Linked DNA regions of Gossypium hirsutum: region 1 is linked to region 2. A link is a contact called in public Hi-C data. All regions are on one chromosome and are shown on one strand. The core of a region is the stretch at or near the end of the contact, and the rest is flanking DNA. Distances in the headings are between cores, read along the strand shown.

The links. A called contact is a pair of places that touch in the nucleus more often than the background predicts.
Region 1: a contact with region 2 is called in a Hi-C map of leaf, with 2.6 times the contacts expected there. The contact joins the promoter of LOC107948928 here to the promoter of LOC107913323 in region 2. A contact is called at or near these places in 3 of 34 Hi-C or Micro-C datasets (all in leaf).

The regions. Positions count from the first base shown.
Region 1 is chrD11:49,479,957-49,485,664 of Gossypium_hirsutum_v2.1, forward strand. It overlaps LOC107948928 (protein GrpE), which reads left to right and starts at 4,272. Exons shown (of 3, transcript XM_016883595.2): 1 at 4,272-4,849. The coding sequence starts at 4,598. It overlaps LOC107948926 (probable ADP-ribosylation factor GTPase-activating protein AGD14), which reads right to left and starts at 3,952. Exons shown (of 13, transcript XM_016883593.2): 1 at 3,736-3,952; 2 at 2,735-2,796; 3 at 2,286-2,373; 4 at 2,132-2,193; 5 at 1,964-2,048; 6 at 1,137-1,589; 7 at 1-561. The coding sequence starts at 3,831.
Region 2 is chrD11:48,921,517-48,926,794 of Gossypium_hirsutum_v2.1, forward strand. LOC107913323 reads right to left here and starts at 1,769. Exons shown (of 3, transcript XM_016841872.2): 1 at 1,435-1,769; 2 at 1-101. The coding sequence starts at 53.

The DNA of each region.
Region 1 (5,708 bases), core at 3,022-5,521, 560 kb after region 2:
TCGCAGACACTGCATGGTTGTGTTTAGTGATTGCAATTGGTCAAACTTCATGGACAAATCTCCATGACTGGGCCTTACAGCAGGTGAAAGATTTTTGGTTACTGGACCAGATGCTGCATGCTGAGGAATATAAAACATTGCCCATTCTTCAGTTTTAGGTACAGGTGACTCTGGCAATTTTCCGCCAAAACTAGCAGCTGGGGGCTGCTCAGAAATCCCAGCAAATAGGTCTACAGATGGAATAGATGGTGAAGGTTGATATGAATTCCCATGTTGCATCAAAGAAGCCGCAGGATGAAATACATTCTCGGATGGAACTGGTGAGGTTGCAGGGAACTGAAACAAATATATAGGTGGAGAGGCAGAAGTGTTGCATGCATTAAAGAGATCCGGGCCACCATAATTCACAGGAACAGATGATTGGGAAAAACTAGATGCTTTATTATGAGGGGAACCAACATTTTGTTCTGGCTCAGAGACAACATCCAGTCCAATGTCTGAGTACTTGACAGACATGGAATTTTTATCAATTGACCCAAAACTTCCCAAGGATTTAGTTCTCTACATAAAGCAAAAATTCTGGTGTCAGTTACAAATGAGATGATAAACAGAACACACAATTAAGATTCTAAAGAAAACAAAGAGAAAGGTGCATTTGCTTGACTTATTTGCATCTCACACATTTAGTATCACTATGATCATTCCAACTTGTATCAACATACGTTCACTAAAGGAACACATTAAACACCTTAGCTAGATTCCATTCCAACCGTCATAAAGTTAGCAGAGCAACATTAGCACTCATTAGAAAGCCAATAGGATCTCCCAAATGTGCAGATATTTATAGGTCTTTGGGAATTCACTGAGTATGCACATGAAGCAACTGATACCAAAACCATAATATACATGCCTGCACTTTGAATAAATAGATCAAAAGAACAGTAAGTTCTGCTGGAATATTTTTGAAAATGGTATAGGCTACAGGATTTATCATGTAGATTTGATCTTTCTTCTTGATGTTAATAAGAATGCAAAGTAGCCCAGATAGTGTTTATGGTAACAAAGCTCCTAAAGAATTGTATATTTCCAGACATGGAAAATGACTTGAAAAGAATCAGAAGTCTGAGATATCTGACCTGTGGGTGCGAAATCCCTGCAGCATCTTTCTTAGAATTTGGGTCCACAAATAAATTACTTGTTTGATGTCGTGCATCTTCACTTAAGATATCTGTTTGAGGTTGAGAATTTGGGCTGCCAAATACAACTTCCTTCTGAAAGTTTGGTGACCCTGTACCAGATTTGAAAGTATCACCTCCACTGGATACAGAGTAGTCTGACACTCTAGGAGCAGAAGCCTCATTTGCAAACCTGTCCTCGAAAATGTGACCACTTGAGCGGCCAGGACTATATACAAAACTAGAAGCTTTCCTCACATAGAAGCCTCTATCTGAACCAGGCTTCCTAGAAAGCGTGGCAGCAACTTGTTTTCCATAACGCCGATCTTCATATTGATAGTCATAAGGTGGACTTTCAGAATAAGAATGATAAGAACTTGGGCGCCTTCTATTATCTTCCTGATTTCCAAGGCTCTGCCAAATTCATTTAAGACGACTATATTTTAAACTACTGTTCTGGGATTTTGTGAATTGAACTCAAATAAAACTGTGAAATAAATATAGAACACCCATATCTAAAAATTGGCCAGTCTGTTTGTTTAGAAAGCACCAATATGAGCAGTGGCTCTTAAACAAAAATCGTATTCCAATTTTCTCTAAGAAAAACAGATAAAGCAAAAGTTCAACTTCGGACCACACCATCCACAACTAAAACCATATTCTCTTCATTTTTTTAATTATGAAACAGGGTTTTAGGAAACATAGCCGTGCAGCACAAACTTTTAACAAAAACTTTTAATTTGAAAACTCACAACCACTAGATGATATACTAAGCTAGGAAGAAATACCTGCATGTCTCTAGGAGGCTTGTCAGATGTATATTTTCTGTCCACATAGACATTCTTTATGAACTCTCTGATTTTATTAGGATTGCTGCAGTAGGAAAAAAGTTATTAGAAAACCCAAAGTCCTTAAGATCATGCTAGGATGAAAGTGATATACAATATGTTCTGCACCTGCTGTCTGGTAATCTTTGCTTCTGCATATCCCAATCTTTGAGATATATATCTCTTGCACGCTGAAAATTGTAAAATGAAGAACATCTTATAACCATCACAGTAAGCATCCCACTTTTCCATGGATAACAACAAATGAAACACTAGTTCAAACCTGATTACCGCCATTCTGAAGAGCTTCAACTTCTTGTGAAATGAACTTTGACATTGATACAGACTTTACACGATGAGTAAACTCACGACTGCAATACAATTTAACATAAACACAAATTACCACAAAGATGGGGCAAAAAAGGATAAAGATTTGAAAGACTTGATTCTGATTCATGTAATCCAACAGAATCATGCTAAGTAAAGACAAAGATGCAACCATCAACCAAATTCGAACAAATGATGAGATAAATCTTTAAGTTAAGGAGCTTAACATCATAAAAATGAGAAACAACAAAAGTTACAACAACGTTTAAATTGCAAAAATCATAATGTATTGATGTATACAACTGATAAAGTTACATACTACCAAATATGTAAAGCTTCACAAAAGTGACTATTATTTATATGGGAAAATTGTGGATGCTTGAGAAACTAAAAGAAAATACTCACTGGATCCCACTGCAAGCCATGCAAACGAAAGTCCAAAAGTTTGTGCAAACATACTGAGGACCCTGAAATGATAGAACTAAAAATTAATATAAAATAAATGGAGGACATTAAAATGGAAAAAAAAAAGTTCAACACTGGAAGCTCGAATAAAGTTAATTTAATCCATTCAAGTAATGCTGAAGAACCGGGTTAGCCTGATTTGAGCAGGAAAAAAATGGTAAAAACTTGGAAGTTGAAATCTGTTAGTCCAAGTTAATTATAAAATGACACGAAAAAGCAAATTTCAACACCCTTTTTAAAACATCTTATTTACCATCTTGAAATTCATTACTAATAGTTGCATTGTATTCATGAAATTCGAGAAACTCATTTTAATAAACATTTTCTATAACCTCAAATCCACCTTCGTTTTTTTTCTTTTTTTTCCCCTTTTTTTTTACTTTCCTAGACTCCAAACAGAACTTGACTATCACAACAATCGGCTAAAGTCATTTCTTACAAAATTAAAACCCCCAAAAAGAACACATTTCTAAAACCATTTACATAACCAGAAATCTCTATCCATCCTGCTTAACCCATCAACTAAAAAGAGACTTTAAGTAACAAAAAAGAACAAATTTCAGAACCCATCTCTTTTTTTCTATAACCTCAAATCCACCTTCGTTTTTTTTCTTTTTTTCCCTTTTTTTTTACTTTCCTAGACTCGAAACAGAACTTGACTATCACAACAATCAGCTAAAGTCATTTCTTACAAAATTAAAACCCCCAAAAAGAACACATTTCTAAAACCATTTACATAACCAGAAATCTCTATCCATCCTGCTTAACCCATCAACTAAAAAGAGACTTTAAGTAACAAAAAAGAACAAATTTCAGAACCCATCTCTTTTTTTCATTTTCCCACGCTTTGCCAGCATCCCTAGCACACCTTAACTATGAAAACCTCCTCCCGACCCGACCTCATAAAATAAAATTTAAAAGAAAAGCTTGAAAATATTTACCACGCTGTTACAGTTAATGCAACGACGATTAGGAGGCAGCTTCATGAGACCTCTTATTATCTTTTCGTTTCTTTCTTCTTCTTTTCTACTTCCCATTTCTCAATATAAGAAAATAATGATCTTCCAAAATTAACAAAAACCTCAAACAAACCCTAAAAAGCTTCAAAAAACCAATAATAAAAACCCAGCATGAATATTTTTTTGGTCGAAACCAAGGTAACCATCACCGATATCACCGGTAACAGTGACTATTCCCCTTGCTCTTCTAAGAGATATACGGCTGAACATAAAATATGCACCATCCCGGATACTTTATTTTGCAGCATGCATCGAGGGAAACTGGAAATTTTAGAGGTTTGGTTTTTGGGGGAATTTTTATTGTTTTTCCGAAAGAAAAAGGAAATGTTGATTGTTTTATACTCAGCTGTCTGTGATTGGGACAAGAACGCTCTGTGCCTTTCATTTTTTTTATCAAAAATATTATTAAAAATATGAAATTTAAAATTTAAATAATTTTATAACGCATATTGGATGGAATGGATATATTGCTCCTTCCACCAGATAAAGGTGGAAGAAGAAATTTTATATTGGAAATATATTTCAAAAAATTTAGTCAGAGGATGTGGTGAAGATTTATTTATGTATTTAAATATAATTTTAAATAACTTTTTTAATATAGTTATTATCAATCAATTAAGCAACGGTCGATAAGATCTGCTTAACAAACAATCATCCAACGGCCGAAATCAAACCTCAGCTTTTCTCTTTTATCTGTCTGTCACCCACCCCATTCTCTCCTCTCCCTACACCTCCCTCTCTCCTTGTACTCACTCTTCGCATTCTCAAGATAGTTTCTTCTCCCATGGCTACTCTCATTAAGACGCTGCCGTTTAAGTCCCCTCCTCCTCTAACTCCACCTGCTACAACCTTTTCCTTAAACTCTTCGAAGCCCTTCCATGTCTGCTTCAAACAAAGACTTCCTCCTTCAAGCCGTCCCCTCCGCTTCAGCTTCACTCCCTCTCTTCGCTTCCTCAAATTGGTTCCTTTTGCTTCCACTGGAGGTGAAACTGACACTATTCATACCCAACAACAAGTTCAAGAACCCCAAATTGAGGTAACTTACAATGGCTCCCATTTTTTTCTGGGTGTGAATTTCTTGTCCTAGTTTATACGTTTATGTTATATTTCTTGAAAAATTGATAATATCATGTATGGGTGTTGGAACTTAACGTTGAAGCTTGCTAGAAATGAGCAAAAAGATGGTAACTTGCTAATGTATAGAATTTAGCTGTATCGAGGAATTTTCTTATCGAAAATCTTCTGTTCTTTGTAGCTTTATCGATTGGATATGCTTCACCGACTATAGACGGCTACTTTTCCCACATTTAGTAGTTATCATGAGCATTGTTAAGTTGTCCTACGTTTATTGTCCCACACCATGTTCAAATAGATATAAGACATAGTTTATCGAATGTTGGGGCAATCAACTTTTTTTTTCTTTTTGTGGCTACTCGACACGGTATTGGATAATGTCGTTCACTTTAGCATTTCCCAATTACCATTTACTAAATAGTTTAATGCACGGAAGCTTTTTGATATTTCGTGGCTATCATAGCTTTTCTATGATTAGGAGTGTTTAGAGGGATTTTTAATGGAATCCAATCAAATTATTTTAAAATTCACATGAAGGAGCAAATGAGCAATTTGTGTGGATTGAAAAGAATCAGTGAAATCTAGCAATGAACTAGGAGATTGTTCTCTTTTAGGCCATGGGGATGAGGTCAAGCTGAAACTGATGAAGATTGGGTTGAAGGGAATCAGGACTTGAGTTTTAAGTGCATTTGTCTTTGTAACAATTATTGTGTAGTTTCTAGGCTTCTAGGCATGTTATATCCTGAATTTACAGTGGCCAACTTTATACTTGGTTCAATGCTATTCATCTTGAAAGTGAAACATGGTGTTATAGAAATTTA
Region 2 (5,278 bases), core at 519-3,018:
CCCAAAGAGCCTATTGACAACCTGATGAAAGCCTGAGGATCCATTTTTGTCATAAATATTTCCCCATTGTATAAACAGCTTTTGATTATGGCAACTCAACCCTGTCATTTCAGCAGTCAATAATATAATTAGATCACAAAAAACAAATTAAGATCTTCACATGTTGATAGCTTGAAATAAGATAATTTTCATTTACATATAACATTCAATTAAGGTTATTTTCACACTAGAAAGGTAAATAATATTTACTACATTTTTTCAGCAGCGATAAATGAACAGATCAGTTTATCGCCAGATGTATTCGAGGCCATGATCAGTAGTAGTACGATATGAAGATCTTATCATAAACCTCAGTTGATCAGTTCTCTTGTTTGTCTCAACAAATTGAAAATCTATGCAAAAAATAACCTCCAGGGTCTACAAATGAATGTAAATGTCTATAAGGGATTAAGCTAAACCATATCAGCTGTTGCTTCCAAGCTAAGCAAGTCGCCTAAAGAGTTTATGCTTCTGTTAATTTTCAGATTGTTCTCCTCTAAGTTAAAAACTTTACAGTCTTCAAAGATGATTGAAATAGAACAAACAAGCTCATAGAAGACTAAGAAACAGGAAACAAGGTGATCCGTCAACTTAAAATTGATCTAAAATCTTTGCATTGTAAACGGTGCTTCTTTCATCCAAGCCACATAGAACATAGATGCAAAGGTTGAACGCGTAATCACCAAAAGAACTGAATTCCAGAGGTTTCTGTAACTAAGACCAGTCAAGAAAAATTATATATATGCCTAGAAACAGTCAAGAAAAGCTATCAGCCATCTATGATAGATTTTCCTAACTAACAGAAAAGATGCCAACCATCTATCATCAGTTTTCCTAACAAACTTTTCATTCATCATGAAAATGATTACATAAATTAAAAGAAGCCATCAACATCTTCCCTAAATATTCATCAAGTACTTAGCTATACAATCTGGTTCCTTCAAGTTTCTCTTAAAATACCCAACTGACCTTAGCTAAACCAAAAAAGTTACCATAATTAAGCTTCCATGTGAAAGACTACAGAGTTCAATAAGATCCCAACAGAAAACAACAAACTTGTTGCTTAGAATTCAAATTTCTGATCTTTTAACATACTTTTCCATCAACCAACCAAAACAAAAGCCTTGTAACTTGAACTCCAATGGAAAAACCACCAATAAATGGAATACCTATATTGAATTTTAACAAACATATGTTGGTTACTTGCAATCATAACCCCCCCCCCCGAAAAAAAAAAAAACTAAACTACAAAACCAGCTAAAAGTCTGCAGCCAATCAACTTACAAAAGTCAAATTCACTTGAACAACCCCACACACATAATCACCCTCAAAAACCAGAATTCATATTGAAGTTAAGTAGAAGAACAAAAGAAAATAAAAATAAAAAGAACCCACCTTTGAATGAAGCTTTTTCTTCATAAAAAAGCTGAAGGAAACAAATTTCCCATAAAAGAAAACATATCAAAACATTATTTCCCCCCAAAATCCTCTCTCTTTATGTTCTTTCTACTCCAAAATTTTTTTTTTAAGGAATGTAAACTTTTAATCAGTGTTGTTCAACGACGAAAAAGAAGAAGATCGAAGAAAAAGGCTTTTAAAGGGCTTTAAGGCAATCTGGGTTTTCACGTAAGGGTCTGTTTTTCACAGATCACGAGGAAATACTCTTTCTCCTTTTAATTTTTCTTTAGTTTTATTCCTTTATAAGCCCCTCTTTCTTGGGTTCATTTTTTTTCTCGAATGTGAGTATGTAAATATTATAGTAATTAAAATATTATTTTTGCATAATTGTCACGAAATGGAGGCAGAAAGTAAAGAATTTGTCTTTTTCCTACAAGTACTAAATCAATGGCGGAATAGAAGAGAAAATTATTTTAATAAAATACAATACTAAATACAAAAATATTGAGATTGTACTGAAAAAATAAAATAAAATAAAATAATTGGAGGAGAGAGAGGACGTGAATACAGCTGTAACCAACGCAAGGGTTTGGTCGATTTGCTAAGCAAAGAAGGTATCGTTTTCGGACACATATGCTTCTCAATTTTTCTTTGTATACTTTTATATTTTAATTTTTTAATTTATTTTCCAAAAACTATCCCTATATTATATTTACAAAAAGAAGACGTACAATTTCCAAATTTTCTAACTCAATTTCAAAATATTTTAAGATAAAAAAAGAATTTCTTATTTAATTAAATTACACCATTAGTTATTAAATTATGAATAGATTTTTGTTTTGGTCATTAAATTATTTAAAAATTTTCATTTAAGTCATTCGACTATTAAAATTATTGTTATATGGCTTTCTTTGTTCGCACTATGTGCATCAATTTAATTTTTTTCATTAAACTACTTTAGACATTACGAATCTGTGAATTAAAGTTTAAATAATTTTTTTTTTCGATCTCCGACACTAATAGTCAGGTTGACTTGGATCTATGTATTTTCTTCTACTCGTCGATGAATACTGATTTACCGTATTGATTGTCGAATGGTCTCTTAGAGCTTATTAGCCAAACTTAAAAAAAATAACTATCAAATCATTTAAATAAGAATTTATAAATAATTTAATGACTTAAATAAAAATTTCAAATAATTTAATAATTAAATTGTAATTTTTTAATTAAATAAGGAGAATAAGAGTTATGATTAATGATATATTTTGACTTTTTTTTTTAATTTTTGTAATGGACTAAATCATTACTTATCGATTCACCGATGGCGTAGCGACAAAAATTTTTCTTGATGTGCAACCCAGCTTAACAATACGAATTGATTATTGTTCATTTATATGTTCTTTTATTTCTATTGTTCACTTAATATTGAAAGTATACTTTATATTACTATTTGTATAGTATTAAATTCCCTTTAAAAAAATTAAATTAAAAAATTCTGCTTACAAAATAATAATTCAAATCAACCGACATAAATTAATATAAAATAAAGTTTATTCAAGACTCCTTGTGTTTCTTTACTAAATAAACCTATTTCATACGTAATAAAAATTCTTAAACTGTTTTGTGTAATTTAATTTATTTATATTTAATTTTAAAATTGTTAGACCATAATATGAATAAAGATAAATATGCTAGTTCTCAAGCACTATCAACTCTATCTAGTACACTGTAGGTAGGGGCAGAGCAAGAAAAGACCTTGATCTAAGTTAATATATGGTAAAATGGTACTTGAGCCCTCTAAATAATAAAACTTTGATTTAGTCCTTGTAAAAATAGTAAAATTATAAGTTATACAATGATAAATTTACACTTTAGCACTCATAAAATTTATAATTCAACTTTGCCTCCCCAAAAAAATTATAGCTTCGCCCTTAAATGTTGGACCACTTCTTACACCAAAAACCAATAAGAAGCAAGCTTGAGAAACAAGCATAAGACCACAAGGTATTATCCCTCTCAAATCTATCTTCTTCACTTAGCTAAGATAGTTTACTCTCTTTACAGCCATGGGTCCTTGTGTAACACTCTATACCTGACCCGGTCGCCGAGCTCGAAAATCAGGATGTCACACCATCGTCACACATCATATGCATTACAAATGGTCTCATTATTTAGCAAACATCTTCTATTATAGGTTTTGAATAGTTATAAGTCATACATACTCCAATCATCATTAAAACATGCTAAACATTCATCAAGCGAGCTTGGATCAATATCCATTAGTCCTAAGAACAAATAAGTTGTGAAAATATCCAAACATCATTGCAACATTTATGCAACAATTCTACCACGTTGCCTTTATTTCCCCAAAACATAAATGAATAAATAGCACGTACGAAATAATGCTAAGTTTTGCTTGGATCACTTTTTTGGAACCACACCGCTCACACAAGAACACAACTAATCTGCAATGGTTTAAAAATGAATGGGTGAGCTTTACAAGTTTAGTGAATGATCAAAATAGCTAGCAAGCAAACATGTCATCTTGCATTAACGAAACAACTTATATATCACAATTACAATATTTCCAACTCTAGTGTCATACTACTTATTCATGCATTATTCATTAGTTTGTTTACATAGTAATCACATACACATTTAGGCATATATCACATTACACATATCCACATTTAATGATAATTTGGCACTTAGGCTATGAAACACAGAATTGGGCTCTATCACCACACATCGGATACACGGGTCTCCAACACGTCAAATGACTCATAGAGTCGAACATATCCCAAAAAGTATAGCATATAGTTAGCACTCTCCAACACACCAAACATGTCCCGGTGAATGAAGCTTAGCTCACATTACCTTATCTCTCTAAATCTGTTCAGGGCCTTAACTCCCCAAAAGCACAACACATGTAGGTGAGTACTCACAATCTTATGGCATGCCAACTATATCCAATGGTCTCAAAGTTCACAAGGCCAAAATATCTGTAATTAACACACATAATTACTTACCGTTTTCTACATTTTATCACTGCATAATCACATTATAAGCACAACATAATCACTATCATATGACACGTATAACATGCCCACAATCAACTCTTTCACAATAGCTATCATAAGTTTATTTTACTGTCACAATATCTCATTTTAATCCAAAATTTCATAACACATAATCACATATTATATCAAGAGTATGAGAAAGCTTAGACTTGAAATTTAGAGTAGGGGTTTAGGCTACTTCTAAATTCCCAATTAATGCAATGAATCGTGTCTACAAGCAGCGATTCTAAACACTCACTAATAACGCTTTCATCGAGATGGTAAAAGCTCAAACTAGCATTTTCTTAACTTGTAGAAGGTCCTAACGAATTTGAAGCTTCAACCAAATAAATCACACAACAACAAAATCAACATTTAGCCAAAAACTCTCCTAAATCAACTAAAAACACAAGCCTAAGCTAAATTCTCTTGAATCTGAAACCTTCGACATAGCAAACTTGAATTTCAATTATCTTAGTCTACACTTAATATTTTTTCCTAAAACCGATTCCATTCATCTAATTATTTACCTACGACTGATTCTCAACCTTTAAACTATGCAAAACTACCCAATTCATGGTATTGACATTTTTTGACATGTTATGGCAATTTTCACGAAAGTTCATTAAATCCTTAGAAATTTTTAACGGAACTTCAAAGTAAGTTTAGAAACCTTCTAATCTCATCAAAACTAATTGAAAAATAATTTGAAACCATATTTTTATCCAAAATCTCGAAATCCACCATTAACGACTCAATTTTTTACTTTTATTTAAAACATG